2 separate regions of the Sus scrofa genome follow, and region 2 is linked to region 1. Evidence: chromatin contacts called from public Hi-C data. All regions are on one chromosome and are shown on one strand. The core of a region is the stretch at or near the end of the contact, and the rest is flanking DNA. Distances in the headings are between cores, read along the strand shown.

Region 1 (7,499 bases), core at 2,792-5,291:
TACGTCATACCATGAGGGGCCTGGCCCTGTTACTCATACTGCACTGCTGCGCTTGCCTTTGCAGGGTCCAATTCAGTGCCTTCCCCACGGAGGTACATTTCACTGAGTTTGTCTCAAAGAAATCACGTTATTAATTATGCTGAGGCACGATGAGACTCAGGTTGTTGAAGGCAAGATGTTTTCCAGTAGCAATCTGCCAGCACCAGCGCTCACAGCAAAATTTATCTGCGACCGAACTCCTGGCAATCAGATGCGAGATAAACATGCACACACCCCTTTAGAACAGAGTCCTCTGCCTGTTCAAAATACCCTGGTGCAGCAGTGTTCATAAGTTTACCTTTTCCTGCAAGTATCGAATAGTCAAAATTCCAGCCTCTAACACGGGATTTTTCAGCTACTTGTTGTAACCCATTAATGGGTCATGAAATCAATTTAGTGGGTCATAAATAACACCGAAAAATAAAAGAGAAAAGAGCTCAACACTTGCCTATACTCAGGATGATAAATCTTTCCTTTGTTTCCAATATACATATACACTCATGTGTATACTGGGTCATGATGTCAAACATATTTCTTACCATGGGTCTCAGTTTATAATATTTGAAGGCTAATGCTCCATCTGATCACTTTTAAGATCAGCACAGAGAACTTAAGCACAGAAAGTAAGATGTTCAGAAAACAGTAATGAGATTAATTAAAACAGTACTCTGACTATCCCTTCAAAATGTGAATGGATGGAATACCTAACCCTTCCCTCAGGGTATCTGCATTTGGGTGTTTCTAACCCAAATTAATCTCGCTCGTAGAAAGGGAGGCAGAAGTCATTTTGGTCTGGAGGCCTTCTTGGTACCTCAAACGAGGACTTCCTCCAGGATCCCAGTCCCCCAGGAGAGATGGTTCAGGAACCAGGTACTCTATTGCTGAAAGGCTGCTGGTTTCTAGGTTACAATACACAGAAGTGATGTTACCTTTCTAAGAGAAATATATTTACAACCAGAATGCACCCTTTCTTCCAGGCCCTTGTCAAGCCTATCAACTTATGTATGTATGTATTTAACCTGAACCTAGAAAATACAACCCCATGACTGCTCTGAGGCAATGTGAACCCCGTGTTGATCTAAAAATCAGATACACTATGAGTGACTGAAGGCAGTGGGACCTGTGAGATAGGAAGCGGGGATGTGGGAAATGGCAGAAGAATGGGCAAGGGGGCTCAGGAGTGTGGGAGAGGTATTATATCAAGTGTTTATTACTTTGATGACTGGTGGTAATGAGAATGAGAGTAGAGAGAGAGAGATGGAGAAAACAACTTTCTGGACTGTTGTAGTATACAGGAATCTACCAGGAGTGCACAGGCTGTTATGTCAGCACTGAAAGGACAGATTCCAAGTCCTAATTCCAGGCCCCACTCCATTTAACAGGCTACCCCTTATAATTTGTTACTTGTGTTACAGTCTTAATTTATTGTTGAGAAATCAACAGTGAGCTTCTTAATGAATAAAATGTAAATGCCTTTTTTTTTTTTTTCTATTTTAGGGCCGTACTCGAACATATGGAGGTTCTCAGGTTAGAGGTCGAATTGGAGCCATAGCCACAGCAACTCCGGATCTGAACCACACCTGCTACCTACACCACAGCTCTCGGCAACTCCAGATCCTTAACCCACTGAGCGAGGCCAGGGCAGAACCCGAATTCTCATGGATCCTAGTCGGGTTTGTTAATTGCTGAGCCATCAAGGGAACTCCGAAATGTAAACACTCTTAATTGTCAACTACAATCTCCAAGAAATAACCAGGTTAGAAACAAGGGTGAAGAAGTAGGAAGTTCAAAGCTGGTGTGGTGCAAAGAACCCTGGACTGAGGTACTGATAAACTGGGTTAGATCTGGGTGACACTAAGCAAGTCACACAAGTTAAAGTCCCCTCTACCTCTAAAATTTTACAGGGAGTTCCTGTTGTGGTGCAGTGGAAATGAATCTAACTAGTATCCATGAGGATGTGGGTTTGATCCCTGGCCTCGCTCAGTAGGTCGGGGATCCGGAGCTGCTGTGGCTGCGGTGTAGGCCAGCTGCCGTAGCTCCGATTGGACCCCTAACCTGGGAACCTCCATATGCCGAGGGTTCAGCGCTAAAAGGCAATAAAATAAAATACAATTTTACAATTCTATAAGGGAGAGAAAATGTGACCCTCATTTGGAAGAAAGGAAGATTGTCTAGGTTTGATGTGTAATAGGTGAAGGACGTGATATTACCCAAGGTTGTTTAAATATGAATTAATGCTTCTCCCATTATCTAGATCTAGTTAACACCCTTAGATGATATTAAATGTCAGCATCTCTACTGACTACTGGATAAATTCCAAATTTCTTTCTGGCATTTAAGGCTTTCCACATCTGCCCAACTTTATCTCAAATTTCTTGTAGTGCAGACCTGCTCTTGCCCCTCTGTTTTGTTTGCTAAATTCCTCCCACCCCTGCTCTCCTAAAGTCCCATAACCTTCATAAAATCTTCCAACTACTCAAATATTGACAAATCAGCTCCTAACTTTTGAATTCCTACAAGACTTTACAGCAATCCTATCAGATAGGCATTATTGTCCTCATTTCATAAATAAGAACACTGAGACTCAGACAGGTTATGTGGTTGGCCCGGGGTCCCACAGTTTGTAAGCAGCAGCAAGGCTGGATCTGATTCGTTTGCCTTCTAAGTCTACACACTTTTTTCCCCCCTCATTGTCATGCTGCTTCCTTGTATTAAAAAAACCATGGAGGAAGAATGCAATAAAAAAGCCTATAAACCAGGTATAACACAGTCTGTTGTGACATAAATTCAGATATACCACATCCTTTGAACCACGTGGATAACAACCGCTTGGGGTAGCATGGATAGTTTTTAAGGGGTTGCCAGTCCTGTTTCCCAAGCCCAGTACTAAAATGATATTCCAGGGTAAATGACAGGTGGGTGGTTAAGGAAAAGAAAAAGCAATATGGTATAAGAAGAAAACACGAGAAACTGGACAAAAAGAGGAAAGTGTAATACAAGCTGGCAATGCACAAAATAGAGATTCAGAATGTGCAAGTATGGAGCGTGGGGCTGAGGGGGCCCTTAGGACTAAAATAGCTAAGTTAGGGGGCCTATACCTGCCAATAAGAAGCGCGCGTGTGAGAGGGTTGATATTAATACCAGCAGTACACATGGACAGAGAGTAGAACTCAAGAGAGACAAATAAGGACAGGTCGTGGGGACACCGGATAGAGCATGGCAGGATGAGAGGGTGGTGGCGCCAAATGAGGGGCCAGAAGGGTACAGTAGGGGTCGAAGGGAAAGGTGAAGAGGTTCAGAGGGCACAGCGCCCCCAGACTCGAGACTAGACTTGTATCCCTCTCCAGAGCTGGTTGGTGTGTTCTAGGATTCACATTCGCACCCCACACAGCCCTCCCGGTGGGGCCGGGAAGAGGGGGAGGTCACGCCCCGGTTCCCCGGGGACTCCGCGAGGGGTCCTTACCTAGGAAGATGGAGAGGATGAGCCGCAGCGCCTGTTCTGACGCGCCCAGGGACGTCGCCAACTTGTTAAGGCTCAGCTCCTGGAGAACCCACCGCAGCACTCCTGCCAGCTCCACCACCGCTCCCACGTCCCCCTCGGCTGCGGACGCCATCTTAGCTCCGGGCGCCCCCCAGGGACCCCTCGGCTCCGCGCGCCCCGAATGTGGGCACAACGCTGGAGCTTCACCCCCAATTCCGGCCCGGAGCCCGCCCACGGCGTGCGCATTGGCTGTGGGCCCGCCCAGCGGCTTCAGACTCAGCCGATCATTGGCCGGCCCGGGAAGGGGGCGGGGCCTCACGCAGCAAGGTAGGCAGGGGGCGGGGCTGAGCGGTTGTAAGGCAAAGGTGACTCTGGCCAGAATGAACGCGGGGCAGGCCGGGGGCGGGGCTTGGTACAGGGAACCAGACCTGCGATTGGAAAAGTCTGAAGCAGCGCCTGTACAACTCAGTTCCAGCAGCTCAGGGGAGGAGTCGGGGCGTGCTGGTGTCCGGCCGGCTCGTGCACTGCCTCCCTATTGGCTGAGACGGAGCAGGCGAGAGTCGGGGCGGGGGGGTGCCGTCACCCGACCGCGAGGTTACTCTCGGTCGCCGGCGCGCCGGGGTTACTGGGGCATGTAGCGGGAGGGCGGGAATTTCTGCGGCGGCCTCGCAAGCGCCTCCTAACGGCGCCGCCGGCCGTTCTTAAACCGTTAGATACGCCGCCGCCTTCCCTCCCAGGCTTTGCCTGCTCCTATTTCCTGCTACGTCCTGTATTAAAATGTTACCTCGAGGGATGAAATTGATATGCCGATTTAATCATTATTTTAATTAAAAATTGAACTAGTTTGTCACTATTACAGGTACAAGGTAAAAGAGCAAAGAGGGTAGAAACTGAGGACAAAATAAAAGCCCTTTTTTCCCACCTTGCTTCTCATTCTTACTTTGTACAGGTAACCACTATTTCAGATAAGAAAAGCAAAATGTGGAGTTCCCATTGTGGCACAGCGGAAACGAATTTTACTAGTATCCGTGAGGATGCCGGTTTGATCCCTGGCCTTGCTAAGTGGGTTAAGAATCCGGTGTTGGGATGAGCTATGGTGTAGGTCACAGACTCAGCTGGAATATGACGTTGCTGTGGCTGTGGTGTAGGCCAGCAGCTGTAGTTCTGATTCAGCTCCTAGCCTGGGAACTTCCATATGTCAGGAGTGCAGCCCTAAAAAGCAAAACAAACCAACAAACACCTTAGAATAACAAAATGTGCCAAGACCAGTGCTGGACCCAATGCCATGGAGTGTGGATTGATGGTAATATAAAGCGATCCTGGACTTATAATTGCAAACTAGGGGAAGTGTCCCTGAAGGAAAGGGACAAGTTCCTATGAGAGTATGTAACAAAGGAACACCAAGAGTTTCCAGTAATAGCTGGAATTTGTGGAGCATCGGTGCACAATTAACCGCTTACACTGCTATAGCACTTCACACTTTGTGCAGCACTGATATCCACAGTAGTTCACTTAATTGATTATGAAACAGGATATTTATTATTATGATATCCTCTTACAGATGCAGAGGCTTGGAGAAATTAAGGAAAGTGGCAGGGACAACTGAAACCCAAGTCTGTTAAACTTCACTTCCCTCCCCCTTTGTGGGAAGAAAATATAAAAAATAAGAAATATTCAGAAAAGTCAAGAATAATATAACTTGGAGTTCCCATGGTGGCTCAGCAGTTAACAAGCCCGACAAGGATTCATGAAGAAGTGGGTTCGCTCCCTGGCCTCGCTCAGTGGATTAAGGATTAAGCATGGCTGTGGCTGTGGTGTAGCCCGGCAGCTGCAGATCCGATTCAGCCCCTAGTCTGGGAACCTCCGTATGCCACCAGTACGGCCCTAAAAAAAAAAAAAAAAAAAAAAAGTAGTAATATCACTTCCCACAGGTTAAGAAACAAACATCACATGTACAGCTGAAGAGCCTGATGTATCTCTTCCTGTGGCATTTCCCTCCTTCTCTTGTTGGAAGTCACCATCTTGCTGACTTTGGTACTTATCAACCCCATGCCTACTATGATGCTTTATACAATGTCTATATCTGGAAACAATTATAGTTTTGCATGCTTTTAAACTTTATATTATAAAATATTACAGTGAATGTATCATTTTGCTACTTGTTTTTATGCTTAACATCTTTATTGAGTGGTATTCACATTCTTTTTTTTTTTTTTTTTTTGCCATTTCTAGGGCTGCTTCTGTGGCATATGGAGGTTCCCAGGCTAGGGGTCGAATCGGAGCTGTAGCCACCAGCCTATGCCAGAGCCACAGCAACGCGGGATCTGAGCTGAGTCTGCAACCTACACCACAGCTCACGGCAAGGCCGGATCCTTAACCCACTGAGCAAGGCCAAGGATCGAACCTGCAACCTCATGGTTCCTAGTTGGATTCGTTAACCACCAAGCCACGACAGGAACTCTGGTATTCATATTCTTACATGTAGCTCTGATGCAATCATTTTAACTGTGATATAATAATTGCACTGTATGATTATTCACAATTTTTCATGGTCATGTTGAGGAATACTGGAATCGTTTCTTATTTGTGTATGTCTTTTACTACAAACATTGCTGTTGTGGACATTCTCCATTAAACAACAGTGAAACTTTCTCTAGGGCTGTAGCTCCAAACTTTTTTTTTTTTAATTAACTAGGATCCACTGTAGGAAACACATTGTTATACTCACATATTCATACACTACACAACAAATGTGTATACTACTCACACTACACACACACGCTACATACTGCAGTGCTATGTATGTATTCTCTGATCATTTCTCATCTATTTTTTTTTTCTTTTTATGGCCACTCCTGTGGCATATGGAAGTTCCTGGGCTAGGGGTTGAATAGGAGCTGCAACTGCTGGCCTGCATCACAGCATAGCAGTGCCAGATCCAAGCCGCCTGTGTGACCTATACCTCGGCTTTCAGCAACATAAGATCTTTAGCCCACTCAAGGCCAGGGATCGAACCTGCATCCTCACGGACACTATGTCAGGTTCTTAACCCACTGAACCACAATGGGAACTCCTATTTTAATTCATTAAAAATTTGCTGATCACAGAGATCCCGTCGTGGCACAGTGGAAATGAATCCGACTAGGAACCATGCGGTTATGGGTTCGATCCCTGACCTCGCTCAGTGGGTTAAGGATCTGGTGTTGCCATGAGCTGTGGTGTAGGTCAGATGTTGCTGTGGCTGTGGCGTAGGCTGGCAGCTGTAGCTCCAATTAGATTCCTGGCCTGGGAACCTCCATATGCCGTGGGTGCGGCCCTAAAAAGAAAAAAAAAGTGCTGATCAGGATTCACCAACTTGATTTTTTTTTTTTTTTCTTTTTTGGCTTCAACCAAAGCATGCAGAAGTTCCCATGCCAGGGATGGAACCCTGTCACAGCAGCGACCTGAGCCACCAGGGAACTCCTTTTGTTTATTTGTTTTTAGGATCCACTAACTTGATATCACCACCTACTAGTAGTTCATGATTCTCAGTGCAGAAAACTCCCTTCTAAGGTCTGTAATCAGAAGGGGAATTATGAGTTATAAGGTTTGCACACCTTCAATTTATGAGATTTTTCTTAACTGAACTGTTTGGCTATATGTTATTTAAGACCTTTAAAATCTTTGATTTGCAGAATAAGTAAACAATTTGTTAAAGGATCTAGGCAGCTAGACTGTGTTTAAAAATAGAGAAAGTTGATGTTCCCCTTTGGTGCAGTGGGTAAAGGATTCAGTGTTGTCACTGCAGCATCTTGAGTTGTGGCTATGGCTCAGGGTTTGATTCCTGGCTTGGGGCCTTCTGCATGCCTTATGTGCAGCGAAAAGAGAGAGAGAGGGAGAAAGTCAGTTTCTTTTTGTTTTATGCGTTTAGGTAAGTGTTTGCCCCTTCTCGTGCCTCTGGCGTTCCAGGAGAAGGATGGGCGTGGCAAGGGACGATGTC
Region 2 (6,649 bases), core at 3,624-6,123, 74 kb before region 1:
CCCAGCGCCCCCGGCCCGCAGCCCCTCACCCCCTCCCAAAGTGGTAGACGTGCCCAGCCACGCCAGCCAGTCGGCCAGGTGAGCACCAGGGCGGGATGCTGCGGGTGCGGGAGGGGCCTTGCGTTCGTGTGGCGCTTTTGAAAGTACCCCTGGCCCTGGCCTCGCCCAGGCAGCCCGCACCCGCCGATTCCAAGCGGGGCCGCTCGCAGGAGCTGAGCGCGCGCCGCTTCCGCGCCCGGCAGGTTCAACAAACACCTGGACCGCGGCTTTAACTCGTGCGCGCGCAGCGACCTGTACTTCGTGCCGCTAGAGGGCTCCAAGCTGGCCAAGAAGCGAGCCGACCTGGTGGAGAAGGTGCGGCGCGAGGCCGAGCAGCGCGCTCGCGAGGAAAAGGAGCGCGAGCGCGAGCGGGAACGCGAGAAGGAACGTGAGCGCGAGAAGGAACGCGAGCTGGAGCGCAGCGTGGTGAGTGCGTCAGCGCACGCGTGGCCCGCCCTCTGCGCGGCGCGAGCAGCCTCCGGGCGGGGTGGTCATGCGCCGCCCTGTCGGAGAGGAGGAACTATTGCAGCAGCCCGGGAGATGGAGACCCAGGGATTCCAGTGGGAGGAGTTGCATCCCGGGATTGGGGGGACGGTACGCTCAGGTCAGAGTACCTGTGGACCATAGGAAGGGCCACTGTCCTACGTAGGAAGGGAAGGGGTCTGGGGAGTCCCTGGTAGTCTGAGTTACAAGTTGAGGCTTTAGCCTGAGACAAGTGGTCAGCTGAGGGTCAGGACCGGCCATCTCTTCCCCACCTGCCCTTTTGACCCCGATGCTCCCTCTATCCAACAGAAGTTGGCTCAGGAGGGCCGTGCTCCAGTGGAATGCCCATCTCTCGGCCCGGTACCCCATCGCCCTCCATTTGAGCCGGGCAGTGCTGTGGCTACAGTGCCCCCCTACCTGGGTCCCGACACTCCAGCCCTGCGCACCCTCAGTGAATACGCCCGGCCCCACGTCATGTCTCCTGGCAATCGCAACCATCCATTCTACGTGCCCCTGGGGGCAGTGGACCCGGGGCTCCTGGGTTACAATGTCCCGGCCCTGTACAGCAGTGACCCAGCGGCCCGGGAGAGGGAGCGGGAAGCCCGTGAACGAGATCTGCGCGACCGCCTCAAGCCTGGCTTCGAGGTGAAGCCCAGTGAGCTGGAACCCCTACACGGGGTCCCTGGGCCAGGCCTGGATCCCTTCCCCCGACACGGGGGCCTGGCTCTGCAGCCTGGTCCACCTGGCTTGCACCCTTTCCCCTTCCATCCGAGTCTGGGGCCGCTGGAAAGAGAACGTCTAGCGCTCGCAGCTGGGCCAGCCCTGCGCCCTGACATGTCCTACGCTGAGCGTCTGGCAGCTGAGAGGCAGCACGCGGAAAGGGTAGCCGCCCTGGGCAACGACCCGCTGGCCCGGCTGCAGATGCTTAATGTGACCCCCCATCACCACCAGCACTCCCACATCCACTCTCACCTGCACCTCCACCAGCAGGATGCCATCCACGCAGGTGAGGCTCCAGTTCCCTGGCCCTGGCCCTGTGAGGCCACCTTGCCCCTTGGCAAGTGATGGGGCCCTTCTGTTCCTCAGGCGGGGATGTCCCTCCCCACCTCTGGCACAAGCCTCTCTCCTGAGACGGCTGCCCCTGTCCTTGCCTCCCCGGCCTGTCTCCTCCTGTCTTAGTGGTGCTACGAAGACCCTACCCTACACCCCAGTCCTCTTCAGGTCTGCCACCCACCCCCCAGAGACCCAAGGTGGAAACCTTTAAGGGAGCATGACCTTGAGGCCTGAGCCTGAGCCCTTCACAGAACTATCTTCTTGAAACCTTGGATTCAACTCTGGTTGTTTCTTGCCATTGTCTCCTGGCTGACGTGTTTCCTGTTCTTCTCCACTTTAAGATCCGTGACCTTCCAGAAAGAGTCCTATAGCTCTGGTTGTGGGATCATAGGTGACAGTGAGCTTCTCTCACTGTTCTCTCACAGTACTTCTTTTTTTTTTTTTGTCTTTTCACCTTTTCTAGGGCCGCTCCCGAGGCACATGGAGGTGCCCAGGCTAGGGGTCCAATTGGAGCTGGAGCCACCGGCCTACACCAGGGCCACAGCAACGCGGGATCTGAGCCACATCTGCGACCTACACCACAGCTCATGGCAACGCCAGATCCTTACCCCACTGAGCAAGGCCAGGGATCGAACCTGCAACCTTATGGTTCTTAGTCAGATTCGTTCACCACTGAGCCACGACGGGAACGCCTCACAGTACCTCTTTTCATCAGAACATTGCTCCATCTAGCCTCAGAGTCACATTCATTCCAGGCTCCGTTGCTTTCTCTCTCTTAAGCTCTCCTCTCCCTGTCTCGTTTTCTAAACTTCGTGTCCTCTTCCACCTTCTCTAAGCAGCCCACCCCCCTTTTCCTGTTCCTCAGATCCCTCTGACACCTGCCATCCCTACATCCTGACTCCAGTAGGGTCTTGCCCTGTCCATCTCCCAGGCCCCTGGTTCCTCCTTGGTGCCTCCTTAATGCCCTGGATCTCCCTGTGTTCGAATGTCCACCCCTCTTGCCAGGTGTGGATCCCTTCCCTCCCAAGTGCATGGTTTTCCCCAAACTTGCCTTCTCGTGACACCTTCCTCTTCTCTACCCTCCAGCCTCTGCCTCGGTGCACCCTCTCATTGACCCCCTGGCCTCAGGGTCTCACCTTACCCGGATCCCCTACCCAGCTGGGACCCTCCCCAACCCCCTTCTTCCTCACCCTCTGCACGAGAACGAAGTTCTTCGTCACCAGCTCTTTGGTAAGGATGGGGGTTGGGGGTGGGGGGGATTTCTGAGTGAAGGGCAGAAAGGAGGAAATTAGCCGGTGGGACTGGCCTTGCTGGACTTGGGGAGAGGTGAGGCGGTGTCCAGAGGAGCTGGGAATGGGAATAGGAGAGCTGAGGCCCTGCTCAAGAGGGGCGCAGGGTTAGGGCCAGGCTAAGGGCTCCTGCAGGACTGGCTGTCACATAAGTTGTTTAGTGTCTGTTTCCTCTGTGTGTCAAGGGGCCAGCTACCTCCTGGCCCTGCCGGTCATGTGCCCCCTGCCCTTCCTGCCCACAGCTGCTCCTTACCGGGACCTGCCAGCCTCCCTCTCTGCCCCAATGTCAGCAGCTCACCAGCTGCAGGCCATGCACGCGCAGTCCGCTGAGCTGCAGCGCTTGGCACTGGAGCAGCAGCAGTGGCTGCACGCCCATCACCCACTGCACAGTGTGCCGCTGCCTGCCCAGGAGGATTACTACAGGTACCACAGGGCACCCTAGGCCAGGCCAATGGGATGCTACTTAGCCCGTCTGGGATGGGGTGAGGCCCCCGAGGCAGGGAACCCCTCCCCCACCATCCTCTGTGAGAGAGGTCGGGTCAGGATGGGTCTCAGTCTCTCAGGCCCTGTTCTGCACCCCCTCTTCCCCCAGTCACCTGAAGAAGGAAAGCGACAAGCCGCTGTAGAACCTGCGACCAAGAGAGCACCCGCGGCCCCTGCATCTGGACTCTGGAGGCCTCCCTCCCCGCCTGCCACCCAGCCGAGAGGGGGTGCTGCTCAGCCCCAGGGCCTGGGGCTTCTGGGCTAGAGGGAGGAAGGAAGGGACAGATGGAAGGCCAAGGCTCCTGTGATGTGCGTGCGGAGGTGGGGAGGTGGAGGGGGTGGGGGCAGAAAGCGCACAGTTTCTTGGACCGCTCCCTCTCCCTTGTCCCCCGGCTTTCCCCCCCCTCCCCGCCCCCGCCCCCGTCCCCGCGGCCACCGCCCCTCCCCCACCCCGTTGGTGTGATTATTTCATCTGTTAGATGTGGCTGTTTTGCGTAGCATCGTGTGCCGCCCTGCCCCTCCCCAGTCCCCGTGTGCGCGCTCCCACTGCGATGTATGCCCCTGCCCCTCCCCCACATTAATAATTTATATATATAAATATCTATATGATGCTCTTTAAAAAATATCCCAAACAAAACCAACCAAACAAAAACATCCTCACGACTCCCCAGGAAGATGGCTGTGGCTGTTTCTTTGTGGGGTATGGGGGGCCGGGGTGGTGATGTGGGTCTCTGGGCAGCGGCGGCCCAGCGCCTAGAGAGAAAGCTACCGGACTACCGGAGGCTAGTCCGGAAGTGGATAGAGACCCCGGAGAGTTGGAGAGGGGAGCTGGAAGAGCCCAGGGCCTTGGAGACCTGGCTCCGCTGGAGTGGAGTCCCATCCTTCCAATGGTGGGCAGTCACGAAGCTGATGGCCTACGACAGGCAAGCCCCTGACTTGCTCCAGGAAACCGCTTAGACGGGTTTCTGTCACCGTGCCCGCAGCTAGGAGCCGCCAGAGACCTGAATTCTTAACGTAGAAGAGTTAGAAACTGATGAATTGGAGGGTCGGGGGCGTGGCTGCAATAGGTTAAAGCAATTGGAACCCTGAAGTCTTAAGCGCTCTAAGGTTTGAGGAGGGAGTGGGTGACAATTTCTAACGCCCTGAAGGGAAGGGAAATTATAGGGCGTTACTGCACACCCCTACACCAGGCCATTTTAGGAGAGCGCGAAAGCCGCTTTAGCGTCAAGTCTTCACTGCCGCGAGGCCCCGTCTCGGTTCTTAAAAAGGGGAGTGACTGGCTTCGCTCTCAGCCAATCGGCATCAAGTAATTTGCATAGACTCGTATCAAACGTTCCCAAACTCTAGAAACGAATGTTTAAGAGAGTTCTTTAGAATTCTGTTTTCACCTCTAAAAGTTACAATGTGCCTCGTTGTTTGTACAGCAATAGGAATTAGGAAACGCTGGTCGGAACTCACCCTCACTAATAGTGGAGTTTGCGGATATGCCGCCTTCTCGCCAGAGCTGTGCTCTCGTAGTGTACAGCTCTTTTAGAATTTGTCCAGCAGGTTTTCCGGTTTGTACCGGAAAACCCTTAATCCAGAGTGTATTCAACAATAGAAAGAGTTGGGGTGTAAGCGAGTTGGTGTCTGATTGACTGGTCTTAGTTAAATATCCGAGGTCTCAACCTGTTTCCGAGGGCGCGGGGAGGTTGGGACTCCATCAGTAAGCTTCCGGCTTCAGCTGATACAGCTTCCCTTCCACCCCCACCCGCCTGGGAAGCTGCACTAGGAGAAGGTTCGCTTTTCTGGAGTGTTTCCGTGGCGCCGCTGCACGTGCATCTTTTGTCCTATGGCGTCCGCCTCGGCCCAAGCCGCTGCTTTGAGCGCGGAACAGGCCAAGGGTGAGAATCCTCCTAGTTGCCGGGTGGGTAGTTGCCGGGTGGGCTTCCTGCCCGAGGAGGGTGCGGGCAGGAAATCACAGGCGAGAGATGTGACTGCATTCGCCGGGAACTGGGGGCGCGCGGTACCATCCTCCTTCAAAGAGGGGTCCTTGCTTCTTAAAGCGGGGGATTTGGGGGCCGAGTGATTCGGTTATTACGGCTTCAGGCCAGTAATTCCCTTGCCCTCTTCCTTGTGCCCTTTGTTCCGATGCCCTGTGCTGCATCCTTCGCACAGTGGTCCTGGCGGAGGTGATCCAAGCGTTCTCGGCCCCGGAGAACGCCGTGCGCATGGACGAGGCTCGTGATAACGCGTGCAACGACATGGGTAAGATGCTGCAATTCGTGCTGCCCGTGGCCACGCAGATTCAGCAGGAGGTTATCAAAGCCTATGGCTTCAGCTGCGACGGGGAAGGTAGGTCGGACTGGGGAGTGAAGGTAGCCTGGGTGGAGGAGAGGGCGATGGATCGTCGCGTCCCTGAGCCGTCGTCCCCTTTCTCGCCACATGGCGGCAGCCACAATCTAACAGTATTGGCACTTAGAACCCAGGGTCTACTGTGAACTTGAGCCAGGTGAAGTCTTAAGTGCATTTTGTAGTTACCATTAATTATATTGCTATCCCATTTTAAGATGAGGAAACAGACTGTAGTAGTAAACCAAGTTGGCAGGTCACAGCAGAGCTGAAACCTAACCCCGTTTTGATAGCTTTTAGTGAGATGTCTGCATGACAGCAACTTTCTGCAGCCCCTCCAAGCAGTTCCAGCTGATCTCTCGGGGTTGGCTGTTCAGTTTATTGAACCGGGTGTTTATTAATTCAGCCCTGCTGGCCCAGAGCTCTCTTCTGTCCTGGCTATGGACTGGCAATCTGGTTGATGTGCATCCTTTGTGCTCTTGTGACTAAATTGTTAAAATGGTTCACGTGATAGGGGTGAACACACTGCTTTGAGATATTTTCATTCACTGCATCCCAGCCAGTTGTGTCCAGTGTAGACTGGGAAGGGGTTGATCCAGACCACACAGGGCAAAGACCTGCATGAGTCTTGTTTTGCAGACAGCTAGCTATCTGGCCGGGGGGTGGGGTGGGCAGCAGCTAGTGACTCGGGCTGCCCCCTCCTGCTGTCCTGGGCTCCTCCAGCCCCTGGGGGTGAGGGTTGACGTTCTGCTCCCCTTGCAGGTGTTCTTAAGTTTGCCCGCTTGGTCAAATCTTACGAAGCTCAGGATCCTGAGATCGCCAGCCTGTCTGGCAAGCTGAAGGCGTTGTTCCTGCCGCCCATGACCCTGCCGCCCCACGGACCTGCTTCGGGTGGCAGCGTGGCCGCCTCCTGAAGGTTGGCCCTCCCGTGGCACTGCCCGGGAAGGGAAGACCTTGGTGTTCTGGAGGAT

What was found. Hi-C and Micro-C count contacts between places; a contact is called where the count stands out from the background.
Region 2: a contact with region 1 is called in a Hi-C map of skeletal muscle, with 5 times the contacts expected there. The contact joins the promoter of C5H12orf57 here to the promoter of LPCAT3 in region 1. A contact is called at or near these places in 2 of 5 promoter capture datasets (both in liver), 6 of 47 Hi-C or Micro-C datasets (alveolar macrophages, blood, heart right ventricle and 2 more) and 2 of 2 datasets of contacts at active chromatin or transcription factors (alveolar macrophages and skeletal muscle).

Annotation. Positions count from the first base shown.
Region 1 is chr5:63,704,216-63,711,714 of Sscrofa11.1, reverse strand. It overlaps LPCAT3 (lysophospholipid acyltransferase 5), which reads right to left and starts at 4,041. Exons shown (of 13, transcript XM_003355593.5): 1 at 3,503-4,041. The coding sequence starts at 3,653.
Region 2 is chr5:63,779,531-63,786,179 of Sscrofa11.1, reverse strand. C5H12orf57 (chromosome 5 open reading frame, human C12orf57) reads left to right here and starts at 4,873. Exons shown (of 3, transcript NM_001243445.1): 1 at 4,873-5,230; 2 at 5,505-5,681; 3 at 6,441-6,649. The coding sequence starts at 5,179. The coding sequence ends at 6,592. ATN1 (atrophin-1) reads left to right here. Exons shown (of 10, transcript XM_003126540.5): 5 at 1-78; 6 at 243-465; 7 at 832-1,528; 8 at 2,662-2,805; 9 at 3,107-3,287; 10 at 3,457-4,016. The coding sequence ends at 3,490.